2 separate regions of the Mustela erminea genome follow, and region 2 is linked to region 1. The links are chromatin contacts, called in public Hi-C maps. All regions are on one chromosome and are shown on one strand. The core of a region is the stretch at or near the end of the contact, and the rest is flanking DNA. Distances in the headings are between cores, read along the strand shown. Region 1 holds the start of PXDC1 (PX domain-containing protein 1). Region 2 has its middle 5.8 kb from the start of FAM50B.

Region 1 (4,262 bases), core at 543-3,042:
CTTAATAGATTTTTAGAAATCTGGATCAATGCAATGGGTGAAAAATAGTCCATTGTGTTTTAATCTGAATTTCTGTAATTATTTGCGGCTTTGGGGCAATTGCTATTTCTGCTTGGGCATATAGTTTTCTCTCACTCTGGGTCTCTTCAAACAAACATCCCTGATAGGAAAATACTTCTTCTCTTTGGTGACCAGGAATGCCTGGCACAGACGGAGGGACAGCTTCACAAAGTTAGGTCTCCTTGGCAACGGGGGACCGCAGATCTGATTGTTCCTAGGCAAGATTTTACAGAATGCATAAAAGCACCTTAATTCTGGCCTTGAACGTCCTAGCAAGGGCTGTTCAGCCCAGGGGCAGCTAGAGAATAAGGGTGTGTGTCCTGGGAGGGTGGCTTGGTTGTGAGAGAGGACTCACTGGGGCTTTGTTGAGGAAGATGGGATGCAGCCCTGCTCAGCTCCTTGAACCTCTTTCTTCAGGCCCCTTGGTCCACAGGACAGACTCCCAGTGGTCAGCCTATCAGCCACACACCCCACTTACTGACTGCAGCCACAGTGGGAGCAGGGCACACCAGACTGCTGAAAACTCCTTCTCCCAGTTCACACAGCAAACGGAGACCAAGGCCAGCACAGAGAGGAAAAGATAAACCTGCTTGGTGAGCCCCAAAGATAGAACACCTCAAGTCACTGGAGCAGTCTGAATAAAACCCGGTGGCGGTGATGGAAGGCGGGAGTGGGGGGGATGGGGGGCGGGGGGACACATCTCAGGCTAGACTGAGTCAAGTGACCAGCAACCTGCCCTCAGCCTCTAACGTTTGTGTGCCCTAGATTGGCTCTCTGCGCTTTCTGGGATTCTGCAAAACGCTGAAGGGGGCCTAGCCCTGGCTCTCCCACCACTGCCTCCGGCGATGTGAGGTCACAGGAGACACTTCTGGAACCAACTTCCAATTCTTAAATGATCGCTTGAAATTTTTTTCTGATTAGGAACAGGCTAAAAAATGGGCTGGGAATCACGGCTGCTGTAAATCCCAGTTTTCAATATGGGCAGTTTCCCTAGTTCGACTTCCGAAATCCCAGACTCACAAAGGGCGACCAGCTCACTTCGAGGGGCTCTTTCCGAGACTCCTTTCCACCACCAGTCCGTCCCACTTCTTAGCAGTGGGGAGGATCCCCTCTCCTGTTGGAGGGCGACCGCTTGGATAGGGGGCCAAAGTCCTAAGGGACTCCCGTTCCCTGTCTGTCTGTCCCTCTGCTTCCCGGTGTGTCTGCGGCGGGTGTCCGGGCTCTGGCACGACTGGAATGCGCGGGGGGACGCGGGGCGGGGAGCGGACACCAGGCGGAGCGGGGACGCTGAGCGCGGGACTGAACGTGGGGGGGATCGGGCCTCGGTCCCCAGCCCCGACCCCCGGCCCAGCCCGGCGTGGGTGGGCGACGGCGCAGAGACTAGGGCGAGGCCAACAGTCCCGACCGCGTCCGGACCCCCGGCACCGCAGCCTCCCTCGCGCTCCGCCCAGCCCTGGTCCCCCGCCCCGACCCACGTGCAGTTCCCTTCCCTGTCGCCGGCCGGACAGGGCGCGCAGCCCCCAGCCTAGAGTTGCAGAGAAGCGAGAAACGGAAGAGAAGAAAGTCTGCACCGAGAACCCCGGGAGCGCAGGCCTGCCCCGCCCTCCCTTCCCCGCTCCTCGTCCAGTCACCCGCGGGCGGCTCTGGGGCCGGGAGGGGAAGGAAGCGGCGGGGGCGGTCTGGGTCCGGGCAGGGGGCGCGGAGGCGGGGCCCAGCGCTCGGGTTTCAGCCCGGCTCCCGGCTGCCGGGGGTGCAGGCGGCCCCAGCAGCTCCGGCTGCGCGTGGGCGGCGCGGGGAGCGGCGGGCCAGGCCACCCCCTCGGCTCGCAGCCTGCCGGGCGTCCGCTCGCCCGGAGGAGGGAGGAAGGCGGCGGCGGTGACCTCGACGTAGACGACCGCGCCGCCCGCGATGGGAAGTGCCTTATAAAGACGCAGCTCGGCGGGGCCCGACCGACTAGTCGCCGCACTTCCCCGCTAGTGTACGCAGAGGTGGGGGGCGGACCCCGGACAGACCCAGGTTACTAAGGACTGCGGCCCTTGACAGCGGCCCACGGACCCCGGCTCTGGACAGACCTGGAACGGACCCCGGCTCCCGGCGGACTCCGGCGGATCCCGGCTCCGGGCAGACGCCGCAGACTCCGGCAGGCTCCCGGGTCCCGAAAGACCTCGGACGGACCCTGACCCCAGAGAGACCCCGGTCCCGGGCAGACCGCAGGCATACGGCGGCGGACGGATCCCGGCCCCGGAGACCTTGGACGCACCCCGACCCGGGAGAGTTCCTGGCCGAATCCCGGCTCCGGGCAGACCTCAGGCAGACCCCGGCCCCGCTGGCGGGCGCGCGGGCGGGGGCCGAGGGCGCCCCCGGAGGCAGGGGCATGCGCGACCCGCGGCATGGCCTCGGCGGTGTTTGAGGGCACTTCGCTCGTGAACATGTTCGTGCGCGGCTGCTGGGTGAACGGCATCCGCAGGCTCATCGTCAGCCGGCGCGGCGACGAGGAGGAGTTCTTCGAGATCCGCACGGAGTGGTCCGACCGCAGCGTGCTCTACCTGCACCGCAGCTTCGCGGACCTCGGCCGCCTGTGGCAGCGCCTCCGCGACGCCTTCCCCGAGGACCGGCCCGAGCTAGCGCGCGCGCCGCTGCGGCAAGGTTCGGGGGGCGCGGGCACCGGGGTGGGGTGGGGAGGGCGCATCGGATGGTGTCTTAGGGGGAGATGTGGTTGCGAGGTCGTTTCACAGTGCAGTGAAGGCAGGAGGGCAAGTTACTGAAGCCGAGATTGCGGCTGTCTCTGTCCCTGGCACGGGACGGGGGACGCTTAGATCCTGCGCCCCCAAATGAAGGGCGCGCAGGTCAGCAGTGGCAGGAGGACGAAAGCCAGCTCGCAGAGTCCTGAGGCCCTCCGGGCGGAAATCAGCAAGACGGGCGCCCCGACTGTCCCCAAGGACGAGTCAGTGACCAGTGACAGTACAGCGGCCAGTTTGGGCCAGTGTCGGGGTGAGCTCCAGCCCGACTCCGGAGTGGCGGCCTCCCTCCCTCCTCACCCTCGGGCGGGCCGGCTGTGACCCCCACCCCACCCGGAAAGCGACAGGAGGGGGCTGGGGAAATGTTTGGGAAGAGTTAACAACAGTGTCCAGTTGGGGTCGCGTCGTGTCTGGCAGCCATCCCCCTCGGAGTGCTCCCCTGGAAGGGGCTGTGCCTCTGATCTTCTCCCGTGACAGAAGAGCCCGAGTACGAGGTGCCACGCAGCCTTCTGTCACTCGTCCGGAGGGGCCTCCCTGCAGCCGACTAAAGAGGAGAGAGCCCAGGTCTCCCCCCCCCCCCCCCCAAGGAGTGGGACCGCATTCGGGTTTGATTAACTGCGGCCTGCCTCCTCCCTGGCCTTGTGACTGCCCTGGCTCCTGGGGATTCGAGTTCTCAGAGAACTGGTGTGGCTTCCCCTTTCCTACGCCCTGGCTGACGCCCATCCCACCGGCCGCACTTTGGAGGCCGGGAGGAGAGGCGGCTGGAAGAGGGAAGGAAGCGCGTGAGAGAGGCTGAAGTTGAGCCCAGAAGGAGGGGCGGGGTGGGCGGGTTCAGAAGGCCCGGGGAGAAGCGGCCCGGGGAGAAGCGGCCTGGGAAGACTGTAGAGCCCTGAACAGTCCTTACCCCGCTCCCACCCCCTCACCACTTGTGACCACCTGCGGCTCTGAGACTAGTCACACTTCACTGAGAGGTCTTCCTTTCCACAATCTTCCAAGCAGACCTGGTGGCACCTGTAGGAGGCACTTCCTGAAGCTGAGGGACCCCAACAAGCCTCCTTAGCTGTTGGATTGCCTGAGGTCTTAAGATAACCTCTACTTCCCCCTGTGGGACCCCCGCCCCAATGTGTGAATTATATAGATAATTAACTCGGTTCTGATGACATCGTTTGGAAGGGCTCCCAAAGCCAGCAAGTTCAAAGGCCCTGAGTGAGATGGCCAGCCTTTCAGCTTCTCTTTGCTCCCCAGAGTCTCACGTTTATTGCCATTCTGGAGATAGCTGAGCGTTATTTCAAGCATGGCAGCAGTTTTCCTTGGATTTGTTATTTGGGTGTGTATATTGTATTTTTTTTTTTTTAACAAAAGAATGTTCAAATCAGGAAAGCTTGCATGAAGGAACGACAGTTTGTTCAGTGACTTACATTTTTGGTGGAACAAGGCGAGCCGTTAACAAATTAGAGCCCCTGA
Region 2 (4,262 bases), core at 632-3,131, 72 kb before region 1:
TACACTTGTGATCTGCAGCTTCTCATTTAACATCAACATTAAATTTAGTTTGCTTCTCGTTGGAGGATGTGGGGCAGATCTCAGAGACGTGGGGGAAACGGGAGGATGAAGGGCAGGGTTCGCTGGGCCGACTGGCCACTTGAGGGGGACTCATAGTCCCTTAACTCAAGTAAGCTACTGTCTGACTTCCATAGGACTCCTGGCCAATAAATGCCTCCTCCACCTAGATGGGGGCTGGGAGTCAGAATTCAACCGTCACAACCTTTCTCAAAATGGCTACTACCCAAAGAAGATGCAAGAATGTCAGTTCAATGTGCAACAAGCCTGACCTAACTCACATTTGTAGAAAATAGTCAGCATGATCTGGACAAACTTGCAGCCCAGGGGGACCAGAGCCTGGAATCAGAACTAAGGATAAAAGATCTCATGGCCCCAGCCTGGGACGCAGAGACTCCTGGGTGCTAAAGTGTAATACTATGTGCATAAAGCAGATTTGCACTGTGTATGTACGAAGTTGTGTATTTGCACACCACACCAGTGTGACTCCAGTAAACATAAATGTCAGATCTCATCACACCAACTATTATTGTACTAAAATATACATGAAACTTCTGAAATATGTACATGCATTTTAAATATTTTTAATTTTTAATACATTTTATTCATTAAATTATTATTTGTTAAATAATTCTAATAAATATATGTTATATTTATATGTTTATGTAAATATAAATTAATGAATTTAATGTATTATTTAATATATAATATAAAGTATAATGGATATAATTTAATGAAATATATAAATACATAAATAAAATTAATGGATTCTATTTATTAAATTATATAATTATTAAATTATTGACTAAAATTTATTATTAAAAGACTAATTTTAATTTTAAATATAATATTTGTAACATTATACTCATATCACATGGCACACAGACACCCACAGGTGTTCGAACCCCCAGCATCAAGATGGGCTCTGGCACTTGCTAACCACACAACCTTAGTCAAGTTACCTCTTAGTTCCTCAGTTTCCTTATCTGTGCTATGGCAAGAGCCATTGAATCTACCTCATGGGGTTGTTATGAAGATGAAATGAAATAAACCCTTCGAACGGAGCCCGTCACAGGAGTGCTGAGCAAACGTAGCAATATGGCATTGCAAGCAGCTGAGCACCCTCCAGGTGGCCGAGTATGGGAGTAACTCCTGCCTCTGACCCTCCCTGGTCCATCCTTGTATTTACCAGGCAACGGTGTGTTAGTTTCAAACTCATGGGGCTAAATAACTTGGTTAGACGTCCCCCTTCCTACCAACACTTTTTCCGGAGGGCCCGTATATGGAGATGCTGCGGTGGAGACGCCGAGGAGACACCTAGCAAGAGAGAACGGCTGAACATGATCACAGTTTGCCTCTGCATTGGTCAAGGGCATACAGGCTGTTGGATTGGCTTTTGTGAAAACCGTCCCCCTCGTCCCACAGCCCCCCAAGAGCCAATGCTGGACACGCGAGTGCCCGGCTGCCACCTCGCCCAGGACCCCGCCTGCCTCTGGCGCAGGGAGCGCCCAGCTTTTCAGATGAGATCACCACTGTCTGACCCAGGAGTGGAGCTCGAGGCCAGAGAACTCCAAATTAAGCCAGATGCCATGCTTTCTTTCAAGACAGGAGAACATGTGTTCTAGTTTCGCAAGGAAAAAGCAACTCGGGACTTCATGTTTTGATTGCACTTGGCTCCTGCCTCCTAGAACTCCAAACGCTTGTGGAACAGGGAAATGAGCTTGAAGTCCAATGATAAAGCCGCGATATGATTCATGAGTCTGTCAGGAGGAAAGAAACAGGAAACAGAGGGGGCCGGCCGGCTGCCCGGGCTGTGACATCATCACTTTGGCATCCCACCCCAGTCCTGGAAAAATGCAGCTTGCACCGCCTTGAGGATTTTGAGACACAGGAGACAGAAGCTATTTGGTCACTTGGCCAACTCCCAAGGGCCGCGAAGTCTTATCCATGTGAGTGAGGAAAGGGTGAAATGCCGGTATGTGGGTTCTGGGGCCAAGAACCATTAGGAGAAATGAAGGAAGAAACAAAACCCTTCAGTTAAAACACCAGTGGAAAAACACTTCTTAAAAGCAAACACCAAAGAGCACAATGTGCTTTTCTTGTGGCTGGGATTTTTTTTTTAACGGTTTTTAGAAAAATAGTCTCTTGATGTTTGCAAAGTTCCTCCTGAATAAAGGGGTACTCCGGGGCAAATGGTAATTCGGCCTCACCGCCTGACAACTAGCATCTTCTGGACCCATTTCTTACAGAGGAGGAGGGAAGGCGAGGCTGTGGGGTGCTGGCGAGGGAGCGGGGAGGAAAGCCAACGCGAGCCTTCGCCCTCTGACGAGCAGCAGATGGCATTTTTATCTGCATTCACAGAGCAGGGCTCCTGCTTTGCCCAAAGTTAGACGGCTAGTGAACGCTGATGGCAGAAAGAAAGCCCAGACACAAGGGGACTCTTGAGATCTGGGCTCAGCGCATAAACCTGGGAGAGAGGGAAGGAGGGAGTTCTGCTCTCCTCCTTCACCAGCGTCTGCTGCCCAAGGGCCCCCGCAGCAGCCGATAACCAGGCCCAGGACAGAGCAGAGCCAAGCCCCTCGGTGCCTCCGCCCGCCGCCTGCTTCTGTAAATGCTGTTGCACCAGGACTCCCCCGCGGCCATTCGGTGACCTGTGTCTAAGGCTGCTTTCGTGTCACCATGGGGCAGAGGTGAGTGGTTGCCACAGAGAACACGCGGCCCACACAGGTACACACATTTACTCACACATTTACTCACTTTTTACAGAAAACGTGTACCAACCCCTGGTCTAGAACAAGTGCGCTGCCAGGAGAAGAAGGTCTCCCCTCGTCTCAGTGCCCATCCTTTACGGACCCCGAGCGCCTTCTACTCTGCCACTGTGGCCGCCCTGCTGGCTCTCCTCCTTGGCAGAGAACGTGACACCCGAGGGATGGCGGCGGGAAGGGATGTCTGGCTAAATAATGCATCGTCTGGGCTGCCTCTGTTCTGTTTCCCCGCAGCCTTTGCTGGGTTTTAACGGAGTCCTACACACACTGTTCTATACCTGTCGCTTTCCTTGACTCAAAGAGGCTCTCACTTTTTGTATTCCTAGTACCTCCTATCACATAAGTGCTCAAAAATTTGGTTTTAATTAATAAAGAAGAGCACAAATGCACTGGGTCAAACTTTTTAAATTAATATATGAGTGAGGACCTAATCCTTTCCAGTGCAGCCCTTACCCCACGTAGACCCTCAAACCAGTAGGACTGGACCCAGGCATGAGGGTTTCTGGGCAGCTATAAAAATACCCCCCTTCAAACCAATATTCTCTTAGTATTTATCCTACATTTATTTAGTGGTAAGGAACTGATTTCCTTTGGGTAAAAATTGCATATATCTTTCTTTCCATCAAGGGGTTTCTTAGATGCATTGCATATAACATAGCTTCTAAACTTATTGTGTTTGGAATTATCCGAGTTTCTCTGTCACTTGTGAGTAGATTACAATTAGTCATTCCCACACACAAAGAATTGAAATAACAGAGTCTTCAAAACAGTTTTAAAAATTCTTTTTCTTGGCTTTCATTACCCCCAAAAAATATTCCCCATTTTTCTGGAGTCCGGAGTTATCTCTTGGGTTTTCTTCTGAAAATTTCAGGACCCAACAACTTCCTGAATGCACACTCAAGAGTCTGAATTTATGCAGGAAAACAAACCACTCCATCCCAGGAAACATTCCCCCTAGTGGGCATGGTTTGGCTTCAGGACTTCAGTCCACCACGTGGGCAATTTCAGCTGGCTGGTCTGAAATCTGGTGCCGAGAGGGCATTGGGAACACGGTTAGCAGTCACTTTACTAAGGAAGACAAGCATGTCTCACTTTCCCCTTGAAGGAACCGACCACTTTGATGGGTGTAGGACCAATTTATTTACAGCCATTTATCTAAAGGGTCATACAAGTGGGGGCGCGAGGGTGGTGCCGTCCATTAAGCCCTCCGACTCTTGATCTCGGCTCAGGTCTTGATCTCAGGGTTGTGAGTTTAAGCCCCAGCGCGGAGCCTACTTAAAAATAAAGGTAAATATGTAAATAAAGGTTCATACACGTAAACCTGAATTGTGTGTGATGGATCCCAATAAGGTGGAGACACGCCTATAGCCTGGTGCCGAGAGAAGTGGCCTGGATATCTCTCCCAGTCATCTGACTCATCCCTTACTTCTATCACAAAGA

Evidence for each region. A called contact is a pair of places that touch in the nucleus more often than the background predicts.
Region 2: a contact with region 1 is called in a Hi-C map of fibroblasts, with 4 times the contacts expected there. The contact joins the enhancer-like site here to the promoter of PXDC1 in region 1. A contact is called at or near these places in 2 of 3 Hi-C or Micro-C datasets (fibroblasts and skeletal muscle).

What each region holds. Positions count from the first base shown.
Region 1 is chr4:128,036,833-128,041,094 of mMusErm1.Pri, reverse strand. PXDC1 (PX domain-containing protein 1) reads left to right here and starts at 1,792. Exons shown (of 5, transcript XM_032340987.1): 1 at 1,792-2,706. The coding sequence starts at 2,451.
Region 2 is chr4:128,108,675-128,112,936 of mMusErm1.Pri, reverse strand. No RefSeq gene overlaps it. Among named protein-coding and RNA genes, the nearest start is that of FAM50B, 5.8 kb to the left of the region's middle. Within about 2 kb of position 1,881, the one cell type or tissue checked has open chromatin away from gene starts, as enhancers often do. A contact at or near this core is called in fibroblasts, where this site is marked.